2 separate regions of the Gossypium hirsutum genome follow, and region 1 is linked to region 2. A link is a contact called in public Hi-C data. All regions are on one chromosome and are shown on one strand. The core of a region is the stretch at or near the end of the contact, and the rest is flanking DNA. Distances in the headings are between cores, read along the strand shown.

Evidence for each region. A called contact is a pair of places that touch in the nucleus more often than the background predicts.
Region 1: a Hi-C map of leaf shows a contact between it and region 2, with 1.9 times the contacts expected there. The contact joins the promoter of LOC107963874 here to the promoter of LOC107963882 in region 2. A contact is called at or near these places in 4 of 34 Hi-C or Micro-C datasets (hypocotyl and leaf).

Annotation. Positions count from the first base shown.
Region 1 is chrA03:6,539,370-6,543,669 of Gossypium_hirsutum_v2.1, forward strand. It overlaps LOC107963874 (60S ribosomal protein L12-3), which reads left to right and starts at 2,977. Exons shown (of 1, transcript XM_016900382.2): 1 at 2,977-3,767. The coding sequence starts at 3,098. The coding sequence ends at 3,598. LOC107887978 (a long non-coding RNA gene) reads right to left here and starts at 1,282. Exons shown (of 2, transcript XR_001681227.2): 1 at 1,196-1,282.
Region 2 is chrA03:6,309,491-6,314,378 of Gossypium_hirsutum_v2.1, forward strand. It overlaps LOC107963882 (serine/threonine-protein phosphatase 6 regulatory subunit 3), which reads right to left and starts at 1,560. Exons shown (of 21, transcript XR_005921752.1): 1 at 1,533-1,560; 2 at 1,109-1,149; 3 at 470-573; 4 at 205-291; 5 at 32-107.

The DNA of each region.
Region 1 (4,300 bases), core at 1,727-4,226, 230 kb after region 2:
TTTATTTTCACACATGAGCTTAAACCATGACCAATAATGCACAAAAATAAGCATCATTCATATTTCATCGTTTATGAGTTATAATCAAACATATGACCATTTATACACGAATCATTCATATATTTCCCAATTTTCCTCCTCCTCCTCTCCATTTCACATCCTTAATGTGTATAACACACTTAAACAACATTAACCATAATTTCAATATTCACTAACATGTATATTCAAAGCTGTTTATCCGAGTCAGAGTCACTAAATTATTTTTATCCGGAGCTACAGAGCTCCAAATTAAGATCCGTTAATTTTCCCTGAAACTAGACTCACATATCTTCATACCATAAAATTTTCATAATTTTTGGTTCAGCCAAATAGTACAGTTTATTCTTTAAAGTTTCCCCTGTTTCGCTGTCTGACAGTTCCGACCACTCTTCACTAAAAATTAATTATCTCATTGTACAGAATTCGGATGATGTTTTAGCTTGTTTCTTCTAAAAATAGACTCATTAAGGATTCTAACCATATAAACTATAACTCATAATCATTTTTGTACAATTCTTAATGATTTTCCAAAGTCAGAACAGGGGAACCCGAATTCATTCTGACCTTGTCTCACAAAATCTATTATATCTCATGATTTACAATTCCATTGCTCACATCATTTCTTTTATAAGAAACTAGACTCAATCAGCTTTAGTTTCATATTTTATTCATCCTCTAATTCAATCTCTACAATTTTTGGTGATTTTTCAAAGTTACACTACTGCTGCTGTCCAAAACTGCTTTAGTGCAAAATGTTGATTTCCATTTTGCCCCAAATTTCACAGTTTATACAATTCGGTCCTTTCTCAATTAACCCCTCAATTAATCTAATTTTCTCAATTAGTACTTTACTAGACATTATAAGTTGTTACACAACTATTGAAATTCAGAATTTCCACATATAACTCTATCTTCAAACTCTTTTACTATTAGGTCCCAAACATTCACTTTCTATTCAATTCTTTCAATAAAATCAGCATATGAACAATTTAAAGCTCTAATTTCATGCTAAATCATCATATACTTCCAGCACATATTCATATCAACTTTCAACTTCTTTCATAAAATCAAAAACTAATGGATTTAACAAGTGGGCCTAGTTGTAAAAGTCATAAAAATACAAAAATTTCAAGAAATAGTCAAGAATTGAACTTACTTGTAATAAAAATATGAAGAACCAGCTTGAAGAAGCCCTTCCATGGTGTTTTAGCTGATGAGAATTCAGAAAAATGAAGAGAAATCTAGATAATTCCACTTGGGTCCTAACTTTATTAAGCAAATTTTACAATTTTCCAATTTTGCCCTTAATTCTCCTTACTTTCTTGCTGATTTCATGCCTCTGCCGTCCAGCCCAAATAGACCTTGGGTCTATTCGCCTTTAAAGCCCTCTTCCTTTTATCATTTAAGCTATTTAATCATTTCCCAAAATTTTGCATTTGTTACAATTTAGTCCTTTTTGTTCAATTAATTATCGGAACTTTAAAATTTCTTAACGAAACTTTAATACTAACTTTTTAACACTCCATGAATATTTATAAAAATATTTATGGCTCAGTTTAAAATCCCCGAGGTCTTGATACCTCATTTCGATTCTAATTATTTTAATATTTATTTCTAGTGCACTATTCACTATTTCAAAAATTTTCCTAACTTCATATTTAACTTATACTTACTAAATTAATAATATTTTCTACCCATTTGTCGAATTTAGTGATCTCGAATCACCGTTCCGACACCTCTGAAAATTCAAGCCATTACATTTTTTTTTCGTCGGATTTGTGGTCCCGAAACCACTGTTCCGACTAAGCCTAAAATCGAGCTATTACATTAGAAGCTAGTAAGAAACAAATCTCTAAGACACTTACAACGATATTTAAGATTCAGATCATAATAGAGGTTTTTTTTTCTTTTTATAAATTTTCAAATTAAAAAACTGTAATTATGTTAAAAAATATTTATTGTTGAGATTTAGATGGTATTTTTAATAAAATTTACAAATGAAATTTCATTTACTAAAAATTGTTTTCATTTAATAATATATTATTAATATATTTTTATATAAATTTTAAACATTTTAATGAAAAGTATATTAATTAAAAATTACTATTATTATTTATTTCACTTAGGAATAGAACTAATTTTACACATGATGTGCTTGGACACCACAGAGTAATTAGATGAATGTGTAATTATTTAGGTAATAAATACACCCTATTGTAATTATAAAGAATTTGGGGTGTTTCAATTGCACTCAATTACAATGATTATTTAAACTACTAAATGACTTTCTAAACGCATCATTAAATTTTAGATAAGGGGGTGTTATAAAGAACAAATTTAGTAAATAGTGCACTTCGTATTTTTATGGTTGTTATTATGTGTGAAAATTTGTTATAAAGGGCAAGCATAAAACATAAAAATAAAAAAAAGTATTTTATAAAAAAATTGATTGTTATAATTAAATGAGCATGACAGTTATAACGAGGACTGACTCTGCATTTTTACCAATAATATATTTGTGGTTTGTTCTTAAGTAGAGTGATTTTTCTTTATCATAATAATATAAATCTAGATTAAACCAGATCAATCGAGTTAGTTGATTAAAAAGGAATATGTTGGTCTAACAATTCAATAAATAAAACTTTCCTAACATAAATTGGTAGAGTAGTGTAATCAAAGAAACCTCGTTAACGTGGGTGTTTACAAAACGTAAGCTTAGTGATAAAACTTATACAAAATATTTTTTGACGAAGCACTAGAGAATATGTATAAGAAAAATATGAAAAAAATAAGGATATATGAATTGTAGTTTATAGAAGCCCAAAAATCTACCAATTTTAATTTTTCAAAACAAGCCCAAATATCAAAACTTGCTCAGCCCAATGCAGTCTCTGAAAATAGTAAATGACGGAAACATCCCTCGTACGCGCCTATTGTTCCCCACCTCGTAAAAGGTTAGATCGGGTATTAAACAAGAAAAACCCTAGCTATATTATATCATCTCTTTACACTCTTTCAGTTTTACGAAAACCCTAGCCACCTTCTTTCCTACGCCAAAATGCCGCCAAAATTTGATCCAAGCCAAGTCGTCGACGTCTTCGTCCGCGTCACCGGCGGTGAAGTCGGAGCAGCTAGTTCACTCGCTCCGAAGATCGGTCCTCTCGGTCTCTCTCCCAAGAAGATCGGAGAAGATATCGCTAAAGAGACCGCCAAGGAATGGAAGGGTCTCCGCGTAACCGTCAAGCTCACTGTCCAGAACCGCCAGGCGAAGGTCATGGTGGTACCGTCGGCGGCAGCGCTGGTAATCAAGGCATTGAAGGAACCGGAGAGGGATAGGAAGAAGACCAAGAACATCAAGCATAACGGGAACATCGGACTCGATGACGTCATAGAGATCGCTAAAGTAATGAGGCCGAGGTCCATGGCTAAGGATTTGAGAGGGACGGTGAAGGAGATTCTGGGCACCTGTGTTTCCGTTGGGTGTACCGTCGATGGTAAAGACCCTAAAGATTTGCAGCAGGAGATTGATGATGGTGATGTTGATGTTCCTCTCGAGTGAGTAAACTTCCTTTATTACTTTTAAGATCATATCTTGTTTAATTTTGTTTATCTGTATGGTTTTGGAGAATTTACGGATATTTTCTATCAGAGATTGTTTTTGAGGTTAATTTTAGATGATGTTAACATTTGTGGGTCATCTTTATGGCTATATATGTGATGTTTAGTTATATCCTCTGTTTGTCCTTTATATTGTATTTTTTTTCGTAATGCAAGTCTTGGTGTTTTGCTTAAGCTTGGTAATTTGGAAATGAATTGAAAATGTGAGTCTTTTGACCATGCTTCAGCTTAGTAAGTGAGAAATTAATGGAAAATGTTGCATTTTAGTATAGTTTTTAAGTTATTCAATGTGATTTAGGAACTTGATTGCATTGATCTACTGGTTCTCTATGAGTAATGTTATTGAGATTGTATTTTTAAGATTGATATATCTTTGAATGTTGTTGCTAAAGAATCTGAATGCACATACTATTAGAATACTTTGTTATCACAACAGGATTATGTGCATTGTTAGTTGTAGCTGTTCAGGCTTAGATTATTTTCAAAAGTTTGAGAGTCCTATTCTTGCAGTTGTCAGCTAGACCTGTGAATTTTGCTCCGAAACCCTAAACCGGCTTGAACCCAAAATGATTGAACTTGTATTGACCCGGTCTAAAAAAACCTCAGCCTCCCAAACCTTAAATGAAGACCTGGAGCAGAAATA
Region 2 (4,888 bases), core at 310-2,809:
GCATATCCAATAATGCAAATGAAGGCCATACCTCTTCATCCTCGGCTAAAGTCTTCAGAATAACGTCAATCTCACATGTAAATACCTCACAGGCAATGAACGGGAACCTACACAAAAAAGAATAAATAGCATCAGAAAATTTACAATACAAGGAAACACAAAGTAGTCTAGTTCCTTATTCCTGGTTTAATGAAAATTACATACTTGAACGCCCGTTTGCTATCAGCATCCTCTGGAGGCTCTTCAACAACATATCGTAGTAACTGCTCAACCTGGGCTCTATCTCGTAGACTGCACATAAAAAGTCGAGTACATGAAGAACTAGCTCTCTACTAGATTATACAAACACTTGAAAATTTAAGTCATAGCATCCAACCAATTGCAATATACTAAAAAAACTAATTAGAAAGAAAAATATTAATAATAGCAAAAAACTGGAAAAGCGCAATGTGATAGTGGAAAAATTTACAAATTGATGAGTCGACTATTTAAAGCTTTACACTCTTGGATTATTTCTTCCTCGTCCAGAAGCTCTTCCAAAGTAAAGTTCTCCTTGTCTAATATCGACTCCACCTATCAAAGAAAATCGCAGTCAACAAAACTAATCATAATTATAGTAAACAAAAAATTAAAATGAGTCACTCAACAATATTCATAAGAAAACGAGTGGAAATGGAGAATGAACATCAATTAGAAAGCAAATCCAGCAAACTATAATTAGCTTAATATATTTTCACCAATTTGATTCAATAGCAGTTATATTTCATCTTCAAATAAAAGGAACTACAGCCATTACCACACAAACTAGCTTAAAGATTTCTAAAAAACCAAAAAAAAAGATAATCATCGAATCGAGCAATGAAAATTTCCAAACAAGCGGACAAATCTAAGTCAGTGAAGCTACTCTGCTACGGCATCAATGAATCCAAAAGTAAATTAAGTATAAAAAGAAGTAAATTTCAACATAACTAAGTTAAAAGAAAAGCACTGATTCAAACCTACAAAGAAAAAAAAATCTAACCAAAAGTTAACAAGTTAATTACAACTAATAAAACTTACTCTAATAAAAGATCTTAATTAATTAACTAATTAAAATAAAATTACTCACCGGACAAGAGGCGGATAGAGATGGGAGCTTCCAAAACATGGCTAAGAACAGAAAAATAGTAGGCAGAGTATCAGATTAGATCAGTAAACCCTAAAAATTACCAGTGAATCTAGGAAATATCGAAAAATAAGGGAAAAAAGGGGAGATTCAAGAGTAAAGAAGAGAAAAATAATAATAATATTAAAATTTAAAAAAAAAACAATTTTTTTTTGCTGTTATATTATAGTGGTAGCTAAGGAAGGAAGAGAAAAATAAGCTAAAAAAACGTTTTGCAAGTGAAAAGAAAATAAAAAAAGTACAAAAAAGAAGTACTTCGATTCTCAGAAAACTACTTTTAGTTTTATGTCTATGGTTATGGCCAAGAAGAAGGGGAAGGGTTCAAATCATCATGGATGCATGTACACTAACATGCATACATACATACATATATAGTGCATCTGTCCACCAGATGGGATAGCTCATTTGGTTCTTTTTAATTCGAATTTAAATTAAAAGTTTTAAAATATTATTAGATTAAAATATACACTCTCTTTTTTAGGGCCTATTTTGCGATGCTTAACAAAAAAAAATACTTTTTTGTTTCAAAAGTATTTTTAGAAAAAAAATTATGCTAAACAAACGGATAAGAGATGAAATTTCAAGCTTTTTAAAAATGTTTTTTTAAGAGCACTCCTCTAATAAAATAATATTTTTTTTTGTACTTAATTACAAATGTATTAAAATTATTAATTAAAAATTAAAAAATATTTTTTAAAATACTAATTACAAATATTTAATGGTTATATTTAAATATTTAAAATATAGTTTATATATTCTAATTAATTTTTATAAATAATTAATATTTATTGCTTAAAATATTTGAAATTTATATTTCATATATTAAAATATTAACAACAAATTATAATAATTTCTTTTATATTTTTATTAAAATATAATAATATTAATTAATTTAAATATTATTTAAATGCATATTTGTTACTTGATAATAACATGTTCAAAATTGACATTTTATTTCTCAAAAATACTTTTTTGACAGTAATGCTAAACACTCAAACTAGCCCTTAGTGGTTGTAGTTTTATAAATTTTAACATTTAATCCATGTATTTAAAAAAATAAAAATTAAGTCATTTATATTTTAGTCCAATCATTAACATTTCAAGGATTTGTTTGAATATCATTGAGTAATTGATTAAAACAGGTAATTACAAGATAATTGTAATTCTCTAGACATGTTCTGTTGACAGAGTATAATTACATTGTAATTTCATATTAAAATATTAATTACTTTAAAAAATAATTTCTAAAAAAAGTAACAAAAATTAAAATCAAATCATTATATGTATTATATTAGTCTAAAAAATTAGTTGACTATTTGATTATTAATAAAAATAATAAGAAAAATAAAAATCATATGCAACTCTACTTGATTGTTATAGTGCGTTCTTGTTGAGTTATTCCCTTTTTAATATTTAACATATGTCCATTATCATTATCTGCTGGTTCTTGATCGAATTCGTCTGAATTTGAATCTGCATCGTTAAAATTATCTATATCTCATTCTTCCATGTACTCTTAGAAGTAAGAATTATCTCAATTCCACTTATGAATGAAGTTGTGAAATATGAAACATGTTAATGCGATCCAATTTTGTTTTTTATGCTATACTAAGGTGAAATTCTTAATATGGATTTTTTTAAAACAACAAATATCTTCTCAACAACATTTCAAAGCGTTGCACAAATTAAAGAGTTTGCAAGATGTCTATGATGCTTGTGTTTGGCACCATTTTCTTAAATTATATCATACCCCATAATATGGTGCAAAAAATATTTTATATTTACATAATTAGCATTGACCTGATAATATTTGGGTTCACAGTTCAAATAGTTCGTAACTAAAAACTTATATAAACTTAATTTGAATAAAAACTTATGCTAGGTTATATCATTTTTATAATACGTAAATTACATAAAAATAATATAAAATTTATAATATACAAGGTTTATAAAAAATTATAAATTGTCCAATAACTTTCATAACACTTCTTATAGATAATATAGTTGTTTCCATAACTTTATAAAAAAAATTATAAACAAGTTATGATTAAAAAATATATATATAACATTTTATAAACAAGTATACTATTTTTATAATATATGGCATAGATACATAAATAAGTTATGTTCATACTTCTTGCAGGGGCAAATTTAGGGAGCGGGCAGAGGCCCAGTCCTCTTAAAACGAAAAAATTCTCATTTAGCCCATTTAAAATTTTTAATTAATAAAAGTAAAATTGCACTTTACCCCTTAAAATGCTAAATTTTTGATTTAATCATTTAAAAATTACATTTTTTATCATAAAAAATTACAATTTAATTTTGGCCCCCTAAAAGGTTTGCTGGCTTCACCCCTGACTTCTTGGTCTTAATTTTTTTTATAAATAAACATATTATAACACTTTTATAACACGTAATTATTTTTTATAGTAAACTTTAAAAGTTTTAGGGTTTAAATAATATAAATTTTGTTATAATTTTATAAATCACACAAATTATATTTATAATATATTTTTTTAAAATTTATAATATAATATTTTTTTGTTATAATTATCTCAAACACTCATATGTTCATGTTTATAATATTAATTTTTATAAATTGTATAAAAATAACTTTTTAAAATTGGATTTGGTGTAATTACCTATGTAATTATTCTAATTCTCACATTCACCTTAAGAATTGGAAGGTGTAATTCAGGTCTCCCAATTACATCCTATTCAATGGGATCCACCAATTACAATGGTTATCCAAATATGCTATTATTATGTAATTACAAGTGATTGTACTCAAATCAAATTATTAGATAGTTTTCCAAAACTAGCTAATCATTTTTCGTTAAAAGTTTGTCAAATTGACATGTTGTTTAGGCTATCATTATGTGATGTGACATTTGATTAATGAAAAATAAACATGTTAAATTGAAATTTTTTAATCGAAACTACTGAAGACAGTAATGTTGAATTGAGATTTTTAAATTGAAAAAGTAGGAGGATTGAATTTTTTACTTCTAAAGTACAAATATTAAATCTTAAATTCTATAGAAGTACAGAGACTAGCATCATATTTTAACCATATTATTATTTGATAAAAGTATTTGAGAAGTCCCTCTATTATAGAAACTGGATCATATTAGTATTTGTAATATTAAATGGGTCAATTTAACCCATGTAATATTAGAATGAATCACATAAACGCCAGTTAGAACAAAATTAACATTTAAAAAAAAGATAGATGAATTTTTTATTCATTTATAGTACAACTCTAAATTAAATATTTCATCTGTAGAATCATGAAAAGATTTCAAAATATAATTCTATTAAATTATAAATGACAATTTTTAAACAATAAATGTTAACTCTGTTGAAATTTGCTTTATTTGATTCTTTTTAATAGTACAAGATCTAAATATAGTTTATATATTCAAATTAAACTTTACAAATAATTTGTATTAATTATTATAAATATTTCATATTAAAGTATTAATAATGAGTATAATTTTTTTTTACATTTTATTGAATTATTATAATATTAAAAAAATAAATATTATTTATATATATATTAATTTACAGTATTATGTCTAAAATGAATATTTTATCTCTTGAGAAGTATTGTTTTGAAAATAATCCTAATTATAAATTTTGAGCCAAACGGTTTGAAAACCCTTTTTAAAGTTATGCTAAACTAACTTTATATTTGAACTAAATTCTACAATCCTCAATTTA